Linked DNA regions of Mus musculus: all the other regions are linked to region 1. A link is a contact called in public promoter capture Hi-C data. All regions are on one chromosome and are shown on one strand. Each heading gives the region's core, a stretch centred on a gene start, on an enhancer-like site or on the middle of the called end of the contact. The rest is flanking DNA. Distances are from core to core; before and after follow the strand shown.

Region 1 (3,618 bases), core at 31-2,530:
CAGGTTCTGAGTATCAGAAGTACATCATTCCGATCTATCAGGAGGCACAAGGACTCTGCTCTTTCCCAGCTGTCAGATAACGCGTATTTGTCTCTGTTTACCATAGGGTGGAAAGTTAGTTGACTGCTGGAATAGCTAATTTTATGTCAACCTGACACAAGCTGGAGTCTGGAGAGGAGGGACTGAGAAAACGCCTTCATAAAATCAGAATGTAGGCAAGCCACCAAGCAGCACCCTTCCACAGTCTGTTTATCAGCTCTGTTGCCAGGTTTCTGCCCTGTTTGAGTTCCTACCCTACTTCCTTCAGAGATGGGCTATGATGTGGAAGTGTAAGCCAAATAAGCCCTTTCCTCTCCAATTGGTTTTTGCTCGTGGTATTTCATCATAACAATAATAACCCTAATTAGGGCAGCTCCTGACTACCTACATAACAGGAAAGCAGGGCGGGGTCTCCATCCCCATCCCCCACCCCACCCCCTTTTAACTTTTTGTCTAGGGTAACACACAGTTCTACAAGATAGTAAAATAAAAACTGTCTTACCCTCCTTAGTCTCTTGAATTTGTTATTACATAGCAAGAGTCTTGCTTCTTACAGTGAGAAACATGAGGGGAAGGTAAAGATGTACTAGGACAGCCTAGTCCTCTGGCCAGGTGTCAAGTCCCACACAGGTGGATACCCCCAATGCACACAGGACAGATGACCACTTCTGACCAGCGTGCCTGTCTGGCTGCTGTAATACTTCTTTGCAAACTGCTCTGTGATCTCTTTCTGACTGTCTCCCACTCCCCCACCTTTAACTATTCTGTGAGTTAATCCTGTTTCTTTTGACTACAGCTTTGATACGACAGTAATGAACACTTATTACAGGAGTGAGAAAAATGGGTAAAAGCCAGGCATGGCGGTGCACGCCTGTGATCCCAGCCCCTGGGGAACTGTGGCAGGAGGATGAACAATTCCAGACCAGTCTGAGCTACATTAAGCAACCAACCACGTTAGAGTATTAAGACAAGCCTGTCACAGGGTTGCTCAAAGAAGCTAGAGGAGCTGGTATTATCCTTAGAGCCAGTTCTCAGCTGGTTTTCTTCATTCTAATAACCAGCATTTGGGGGTGAAGATGGACGCTGGGACATCTACCCCACAAAGCCACGCTAGTTCCAAACTAGCTCCGTGGAAATCAGCGAGCAAAGAAGTGCCCGAAGGCGACCCAGTTCTACCCAGTCCCCAGTCTGGAGCTGCGGGGGCGTGTCTGTCACGTGAAAGTGGCGTGGTGGCGTAGGCGCTGAGCTGCGCAGGCGCGGGGAGACCTTAGTCTCACCCGCCCTCAAAACTGCACTACAACCGAGGAGGCACCTGCGTCCGCTGGCGCAGCTCAGGGGCCAGTGAGGTCCACGGAGGCGGGGTCCTTGGGGCGCAGGTGAGGATCGAGGCAGGCCAGGGACCGCGGAGACTAGATGCTGGATAGAGGATGTGACCCGATCCTCTCCAGGTACCGCTCTCCGATGTGCCCTCAGCCCACCACAGCGATCAGGACAGACTCCACGCTTGGGGCCCAGAGACCCCTGTCCCGGAATGGCGCTGGCGGCACCCAGCAGTCTGAATCGTTGGGACAGAGGACAGAAAAACTCTTGCCCACCCAGATGTTTGAATTGTTGGGACAGAGAACTGAAGGAAAAAAAAAAAAAAACAAAAACGTTTGCCCACCTCTCAGGAAGGGGCATCCACCCAACATGGGCTAGGCTGAAGGCTGCCAGGGGTGGCCGTGGCTATCCAGTTTCGGTATTGGGGTGTCCTGTGAGGAAGTCTCTGAGATACCTGCTCCTCCTTCTCTTCTAAGGGTTACAAACCTTTGCCTTAGAAAGCTCCGTTGTAAATTTCAAACCGCTGCTGAGGTGTGGTAATGAGATAATCAGAGCTCCAGGACAGCCCATCCTCCGAATTGTTAGGTTGTTGGAGTTGGTGAAAATGGCCCAAGGGAGAGCAAAGTTAAGGTCCAACCTGGCAGGGTTTGCATGGGAAGGTGACAATCCGAGTCTCGCTGCCACCGTGCCTCCAATGTTTTCACAGCCCTGTTACCTAGATTTTTGGTTTTATTTTTACTTCAACATTTCTTGTCTTGGAACTTGGTAAATGATTTATGTGAAAAGAAAATACTCATTGGATGTTTTGTTTCGAGACAGGGTTTCTCTGTGTACCTCTGGCTATCCTGGAACTCATTCTGTAGACCAGGCTGGCCCCAAACCCAGAAATCCTCCTGCTTGTCATGGAGCCCTGCTAATAGAATCTGGGTCCTCACAAGATACTCATCAGAAAATCCTTTGTTTCAAATATTTGGGGTGATCAATGAGTAATCCAGAAATAAGTAAGAATTTAACATCTCTGGCAGTCTTTGCAAAGAGCTTATAGCATCTTCAGTGATTCATCTCTGTAGAAGGTGATTAGGAAATTGTTCCCATTTTGCTAATGTGAAACATGGCTGGTCCAGGCTCATGCAACTTGGTTCTTCTCGTCCGACCTTTCCTTGGTGTCCTTCCTTATAAGGGATGGCATTTACCTGAGACCCTTTGTGTTGTCCCTGAAGGGGTACAAAGCACTCTACCCCACCTCTTTCCCCTTTTCTTCTTGAGGGGGTGGGCCTTATGTAGTTCAGGGTAGCTTTGAATTTCCCGGAGGCTTTCTTTGAATTTGCAGTCCCCCTGTCTCTGCCTCCTGATTGCTGGGATTGCAATGATCATTTCAAGCTTGTGTGGCACCAGAAGGTTTGTTTGGTGAGGTCTGGAATTTTAAGGTGCATACGATTTCATTAGTATCCCAGATTAAAAGCAACTCTCCTGCTAGTTGGCTATCTGCTTCTTTGAAATGCTAAGCTCAGAGTCTGCTTGGACAGAGTCTTAATGTGGCAGGACCTGTCCAGCGTTGCTGTGGAAGAAGCCAGCCTCACCCATGAGCTCTTTGGCCCTTGCCAAGGCAGATTGAAGTTGAGCAGTAACCTTTGCCTTTGGCACTACCAGGAGCAGTTGTGGGAGAGCCAAAGAGTTAACTCAGAGTATGTGCTGTGGAGAATGTGGACGTAAGGCAGGACTCCCCCGGGCCTGGAACTTTCACCCAGAAAGCTGACTTGCAGTAACACTGCTGGAGAAATTGTTCTATTCTTTTTTGTTGTTGTTGTTGTTGTCTGTTTTACCTTCCTAGGACAGTGAGTGAGTTCATCTGAACCCTGCAAAAGATAAAGACCACCCAGTGAGGTGGCCTATGCCTAAAATTGCAGCACTAAGGAGGCTGAGGTAGGAAGGTGGCAAGTTCTAGGCTATCCTAGGCCTTTCCTTTTTAAAAAAGGAAAAAGAATAAAGAAAATGAAAACCATAACGAAGCATTTCCAGTTTCCTAGAGCGCTGCTGTGTTTCATGTTGGTCTTCTCCAACACGTGCCACCACTGGATGCAGCTTGATTTTTAGAAGATCTTATGGTGATAAGCAAGAAAACGGTCTCTGGGGGCCAGAATGAGAGTTAGGATTTGGTTGCCGGAACCCAGTGTTTTTTGGACATTTGTCCTCATCTTCCTGTCCATAATATTCATATGACTTGAGAGAACGGGTCTTCTAAGCCAAGGCAAGAGGCTG
Region 2 (3,392 bases), core at 374-2,873, 140 kb before region 1:
AGTCTCCTACTTTTCCCCATCTGCATAGGTCCTTAACCCCTAAGAACCCACAAGACCTATTTCTCAGCCACCAATGGCTCATATTTCAAGTAAAGATGCCTATTATACATGGTGAGGTCTCACCTACTTCAGAGTTGTGGTTATTTTCTCAAAGTCTGGTCAATGACATGTTCAAAGGCTCTATTTTGTGATACGAATTTGTTGGGAGCAGACCACAATCAAAGAAGTGGGGACTTCTTGGTTCATTGATCCTTTCCATGGGAGACTTTTCTTGCTTTTAAATCTCACCAAAAGGTCATTTCTACTAGGAAAAAGCTCAGGCTCCTACCATGCCTGCTCATGCAGGCCGAGGTGTGTCTCAGCATGCTTCCCCCAGCAGAACAATCTGGCTATCCAGGTCCTACCCTGAGCCACCAGCCTCCCAGGGTTGTCGCTCTGCTTTGACCTAATTCTAGTGTCCTTAGTCCTGGCTGATCAGCTGTTGCACTTGGCTTGGCTTAATCTGCTCTGCCACTTCCCATAATTTTTTTTCTTTCTCTAGCGAACAGCAAGAGATGACAAGTTGGGAGGCATCGCCCATGATTACATCCTTCTCTATCTTTCCTCTTTCTAACTTTTGTACATATTTTTAAAACTCCTCCGATCGTGCTGAGGACCGTTCACGGTTACCCATGAGTGGTTACTTGTTGGTGGCACCTCCCCACCATCCACTCCTACTTTTCCCATTGGAAATGACTGTCCTTTAGTTTGCATATGGTCAATTCAATCTAGGAAAGGCACAGATGAGAAATACAGGCCTACATGGGCTGTCCCATTAGACCCTTGCCTGGCCCTTACAAGGTTAAAGCTGAGAGACCAGACTCCTGACCCAAGACCCACCACTTTCATCCTGAGAGGATTTACTGTCAAGAAACCTTGCTGCTAAGTCTGACATTACCCAAACTGCCCTGAGCTCACTTTGTCAGCAGGGCTTCCTCTTCTCTACCTGGGGGTTCCTGGTCCGCACCTGAGGAATGTCAGTAGTCCTGTACCTGAGATTCCTGGAATGTCTCCCCTTGCTAATTAGGCATCTCAGTACCTTAGCCTTCAGCCAATGACCTTTGCTCACCCTGGATATTCTCCCCTCCTTCCCCAAAACTATATAACCCTCAGTTTACCCCAATAAAGTGTATGCATACAAGCCCACCCCAAATAAAGAAATATGTGCAAGCTAAGATCTCTCAGAGCTGTATTAGTGAAGATCATTGGAGAAGGCCTTTGTCTAAAAGAGATGTAACATTAAGATCCTCCAAAAGGCCTTCTCCACAACACCCCCCTCCCCCGCCCCCCACCCTCTTGCCCCAGCACTCACTCCCAGCCTGACCGGGATCCTGCAGAACTCAGAACTCCACCCATCCCGGGCTCCACTTTAGCCTCCCAGACTGGTGTACATCCGCATCTAAACACCCTGAGGGGAAGGACGCAGAGGACACAGAACCACAGCTGGACCCCAAAGTGCATACCACAACTTACTAGGGTTTCTTTAGAGTAAAGGAGCAGTGGAAGAGAAACTATGTCTCGAGTCCAGCTTCTGGTAGTATCCTCCCCAATGACAGGGCCATTAGCCTGGTGACCGGGAACCAAGCTGGACTGGCCTTCAACCCCAGTTTAATAAGCAACTATCCTTGGAGCTGTTGTAATTGGGAAGCTGTTCAGAGCTGCTGGTGGGATCTCTGCTCAGTGCTGAGTCTCTCTGCTTTAGCAGTCTACAATCTTCCTACCACTGTGTTCTCTCCTCCCAGAGGTCCATCCATATAGCTTAGACACTCCAGTCCTCTATAGCCACAGGTTCTTGGCATGGCTCCATCAAGACACTTCTTTAAAAAAAAAAAAAGAAAAAAGCTGTAAAATATTTTTACTGTAAAAACAATCAATAGAGATCGACAATGTAAATGTTATCTCAGGACATTTCCCCCTGGTTCCTGACCGTCCAAGTTCCCAGCAGCATTTCTCCGATTTTTGTGGCCCTTTCAAACATGCTTACTAACTGCATGTATATGCTGCTTTGAAACAAACACAAATACGTCTGAGAGTAAAACCAACCAAAACAGAGAGCAGGAACAAAGCCCAAGGACCATGTTCTATTGTGCTTTTTTTCACATTTCCTACAGGGAAACCCACATAACTCGTACACTTTCAAAACTGAGCAGAAAAGTAAAATTCATACTGTAACCACATAGTGAAATACCAATGACTCTTTCTCCATCCACAAGTGACTGAATCAAATCCCAGAACATCTGCGGAATTATGCAAGTTTTAAATTTTGAAAAGGCAGCGCTGGGTTTGAAAAGAACTGTGACAAAACAAAAGAGAATGGTCAGCCTGCAGGTTTCCCACATTTGAAAACCTAGTTACTACAGTATGCTAGTGGACAGAATGTACACGGCACATCCAGTGTGCATTGAGTGGGCCCACAGCCTAATGGCTACCTCCAATCATAGAGAATAACTACCAGTTCTCAAAGCAATCTTGACCGGTGGTCACAATTTAGAAATAGCAATGGCTATTCTATTTCCATATATTGCAAGATGATTTCAGACACAGGTTAAAGATACAATTGTTTTACAAAAATAAAATTTGTTTGGGGCTTCATAAACTCTGTAAAATGTATCAGCATGCTGTCAAACAAGGTTATTTCATAAAAGTATTGACGATGCTTGCAGACAGGGAATCTAGTCAAACTCTGATCTCTTCCAGATCTATAAGACTCCATGTTCTACTGTGAGAATTTTCTTAAAACTTTTGATTCTTGCCAGGTGGCACTGGTGCCTGGGGAGGCAGAGCCAGGTGGAGTTCTGAGGATTCCAAGCCAGCCTGGTCAACAGATTGAGTTCCAGGACAAGCAAAGCTACACAAGAGAAACCCTGTGTGTGGGGGGGGGGGGAAGAAAAGAAAAGAAAAGAAAAGAAAAGAAAAGAAAAGAAGAGAAAAGAAAAGAAAAGAAAAGAAAAGGGGGGGGGCTTCCTCAGATTTTTTTCCTTTTAGAAATAATGTAAAGCAAACAAAGTTATATGTAAAATATCTTGGGAAAGTAGAAGCTAATGAATGTGCCACTTCTGTACTAGTGATGAATTTCAAATCAAGCTAAGAGTGGCAACTGGCTAATTTTAAACATATATGTGACCATTATAACTTGGTGCCTAAAAGAGGTAAAAATATAACGACAACTATTTAATGAAAAATATGTAGTCATGTAAGCGTAAAGATACCTCTAAATTTAGTTCCTTGTGGCTGTCAAATAAATATTCTTACCTACATCCATCAAACACTCATTCTCCACTGATATGAGCACCAGTATATTTAAATCAGTCACAGAAGTAAGAGGGTAGGGCTTATGTTTATTTCAGTGGCAA
Region 3 (3,298 bases), core at 315-2,814, 150 kb after region 1:
CAAGGCTGAAAATTTACTTTAGAAAATGGAGAAAAAATCCTAGTACCTGGCAACAAATAATAAAACAAAGAAAGACCTCATGGAGTAAAAAGCCATTCTCTTAGGGGCTGAAGAGATGGTTGAGTGTTTAAGAGCGCTGGCTGACTGTTCTTCCAGAGACCCTAGTACCCACATGGAGGTTACAACAGTTTGTAACTCCAGTTCTTGGGGATCCTGTGACCTCTGTGGATACTGCCACGTGTGTGGGACACAGATGTACATGTAGGCAAAAATAACTATACACATAAAATAAAAATAAGGGGGGAAATGCCCATAGGAACAAAACAAAATCCAAACCAATCCTTACTGATGCCATTAGAAAGCAATGTACATGCATATAAAGTGGTTCTTTAGAAAACAGGAGATACTGGGGCCTGATACTTTTTGTAGCTTGCTCCTCCTTCTTCCTTGTAAGGCCACTCCTGTATGCTTCTCCTATGCAAGATCACAGAAGAAGGCTCACAGAGCTCTCTTTCTCTGGTCCCTTCACATCTTAACTTCCAAGTTACTTGCCGATCACATTTTCCTGATTTGAGGCCACTCTGTTTTTCTTCCCCTGGCACTGTACTTTTAGGATAGAGTTTCTTTTAGTGGCTGGATGGCATCCTCACCAAACATCAGAGTCTTGTTCCCAATAAGATCATAAATGGTGGTCAAACTTTTCATATTTCATTTTTTTTTCTCTTGAAAATTGTGTCTTCACACAATTTTCTGTGTGGCTGGAGATTTGGTTCCGTGATTAAGAACACTGGCTGCAGGTGGGTTGGGGTGGCCCATATCTTTAATCCTAGTACTCAGTGCAAGGCAGGCTAATCTCTGAGTCTGAGGCCAGCCTGGTCTACAGAACGAGTTCTAGAATAGCCAGGGACACATAGAGAACCCCTGTCACATCCCTGCCTCTCCCCCCCCCCCCAATAACATTGTCTGCTCTTCCAGAGAACTGGAGTTTGATTTCTAGCACCCATGCACTGTCTAACAACCATCTATAACTCCAGTTCCAGGGGATCCAATGCCCTCTTCTGGCTTCCTCAGGCATTGAACCCAAGTGAGGCAAAGATATAAAAAACTACCCACATACATAAAATACAAATAAATAAAACTTTAAAAACTTGGTAGGCTGTCAGGAACAGGCTCACCTCCTCTCTCTCATAGATAATCATAATCCCTATTGTCTTTTCTATTATTCATTAATCTACTTGTATGTAGGGAACACCTACTGTCTGCCTGGCTCTGCCCTGTGACTTGGAGAGGGAGGAAGGGACAACACGGTTCCAGCTTTGCTGTTGTGGAATTTAGCATCTCACAGGGCACAGTGGCATTGCTAGGAATAAGAACACAGTCAACATGTTGATGCCTTCCAGAAAAAAAGCATTTATCTCTTGACATCTTCAGTTGGCATTAGGGAGACCCAAGCCTCAGCAGCGTGCTGCTACTGATGAATTACCAGGAAAGGGGGGTGGAATAATCTCAAAGGGCCTTGAGCAGCCAGCACAGGGCTGTGTCCTTCCTGGGTGGAATGTATTTGTGTAGCTGCTTCTTGGTTGAGCTGGCCTTTGGCTGCTTCAGTGATCTTAGACCAGCCCAACAGTTCAGGTGCTTGCCATGACAATGAGAATGCTTAGGTAATTTTTGCTGTGAGAGTTGAGCCATTTTCGTGAGTCCTTGAGGAGAAAAATGCAATTTAGTGGATTTGTAGTTACAGACTGTTTTCTTTTGTTGTCCACATCTTTGTGAAGAGATCTGCCTTTGTCACAGTAAATGACCAGTTGTTTCCCTTTGAGAGGCGAGGTTGTTGCAGACCATTGGCTCCCTGGGCGGTGTCCCACTCTCAAGAGGAGAAACCGCTGAACAATGCCACTGTTGTTTAACATCCTGACTCCTGTTACTCACAGCTGGATGGTGGAGAAACTCTACCTTGTAATTTGAAGTGGAGAAATCAGCTTATTTATCACACACCAGTCCCGGCCATTTGACCCAACTCAGTTGTCACTGCCCACCCTCTTGACACCTCCACCCTACTCCTGCTTCCCACACTTTTTTTTTTTTTTTAAATCTGTGTTGAAGTCTGAAATTCCCAGTACTTTAGCACATAACTGTATTCGAAGGCAAGGTCCTTACAAGCAATCTTTAGTGTTGGTTGGTCCTGAATACAATATGGCTAGTGTCCTTCTAAGGAGGACAAATCAGACACAGTGTGAAGCAGTGGGAAGATGGCCACTTTCAGGGCAAGGAGAAGCTTCAGAATGAATCACCCCTGCTGACCTGTGTTAGCACAGGTCACCTCTAAAACTGCGAGGAAGCACTCTCTTGTTTAAGACATACAGCCAGTGTGCTTTGTAATGGCGAATTAATACAGTTTATATATGAGACTTTTGGCTTTGACAGGAGTCAACTGACTTCCTGGAAGGCCCCTGTGGGTGGGTCATAAGAATTGAAGTGTCTGCGGAAAGATGCTTCGGCTAGTGTCTAGTGTTCTGAGTGACACAGTGGCCATGGTCAGAGATTAGGGAGCCCTGGAGGAAGAAAACAAAATATAGTAGGTAAAATATGAAGGGCTGTGCCAGCATCAGTTAAAACAGCTTACGATGCATTAGAATTAGAGACATGGCTTTGGATTTTACATCAGTCGGGAACTGCTTTAAAATTCCCCATGTCAAAGCCACATATCTAACCTATCCTTCCCATGTCTATCTTTGAGGGATCTGAGCCGAAGAGCTGAGAAGCCATCCCGTCTCTACCTCAAGCCCACATTTCTCTCATCTTGGATGTCCTGATGGGCTGTGTGTGGTCATCTCTTCTTTCTCTCTGTGGTGTCTAGATAACTATCCCTCTGTTCTGTGAAGGCTGCTCTTGTCACAATCTCTAGTCACTTCCAACGACTACACCCAGTTGTCCCTGGGAGCTTTCTTATCTTTGTCATGTCTCAGTAGGCTTCATTTCAGCTCACTGCTCTCTGCCTTAAATGCTCCCTCTTCCTGGTTGTTCAGTCATTCTCCCTTCTAGGTTATAATCTTAACCTTGGCTTTCTTTATTAGTCTTCTTAATCTGCTGTCTTTCAGTCACACCACTAGGTCCCATCCATTGGAATTTGGATTACACACACCCCCCTCGTTAATATGCATACATGAGCTTTGCCCTTAAGCCCCATGCTCCCTTACTCTCAGCATGTTACTACTCACTTCTTTTCAGAAGGCGTCTCAAACACAAACACCTTAGAATTCTGACTTTTCCACTCTAGCCACAGTGAGTAACTTTGTAC

The links. Promoter capture Hi-C pulls out the DNA fragments that hold promoters and counts their contacts. Capture Hi-C pulls out chosen DNA fragments and counts their contacts.
Region 2: a contact with region 1 is called in a promoter capture Hi-C map of liver. The contact joins the promoter of Mbl1 here to the promoter of Prxl2a in region 1. A contact is called at or near these places in 1 of 39 promoter capture datasets (liver) and 1 of 9 other capture datasets (liver).
Region 3: a contact with region 1 is called in a promoter capture Hi-C map of embryonic stem cells, with 2.4 times the contacts expected there. The contact joins the enhancer-like site here to the promoter of Prxl2a in region 1. A contact is called at or near these places in 5 of 39 promoter capture datasets (embryonic stem cells, hematopoietic stem and progenitor cells, neutrophils and 1 more), 3 of 115 datasets of contacts at active chromatin or transcription factors (all in embryonic stem cells) and 2 of 9 other capture datasets (adipose tissue and liver).

The regions. Positions count from the first base shown.
Region 1 is chr14:41,011,495-41,015,112 of GRCm38.p6, reverse strand. It overlaps Prxl2a (peroxiredoxin like 2A), which reads left to right and starts at 1,280. Exons shown (of 6, transcript NM_027464.4): 1 at 1,280-1,415.
Region 2 is chr14:41,149,687-41,153,078 of GRCm38.p6, reverse strand. It overlaps Mbl1 (mannose-binding lectin (protein A) 1), which reads right to left and starts at 1,623. Exons shown (of 5, transcript NM_010775.2): 1 at 1,513-1,623.
Region 3 is chr14:40,863,472-40,866,769 of GRCm38.p6, reverse strand. All of the region lies in intron 3 of Sh2d4b (SH2 domain containing 4B), which reads left to right. Among named protein-coding and RNA genes, the nearest start is that of Sh2d4b, 28 kb to the left of the region's middle. Within about 2 kb of position 1,564, at least 11 of the 459 cell types and tissues checked have an H3K27ac peak or open chromatin away from gene starts, as enhancers often do. A contact at or near this core is called in embryonic stem cells, where this site is marked.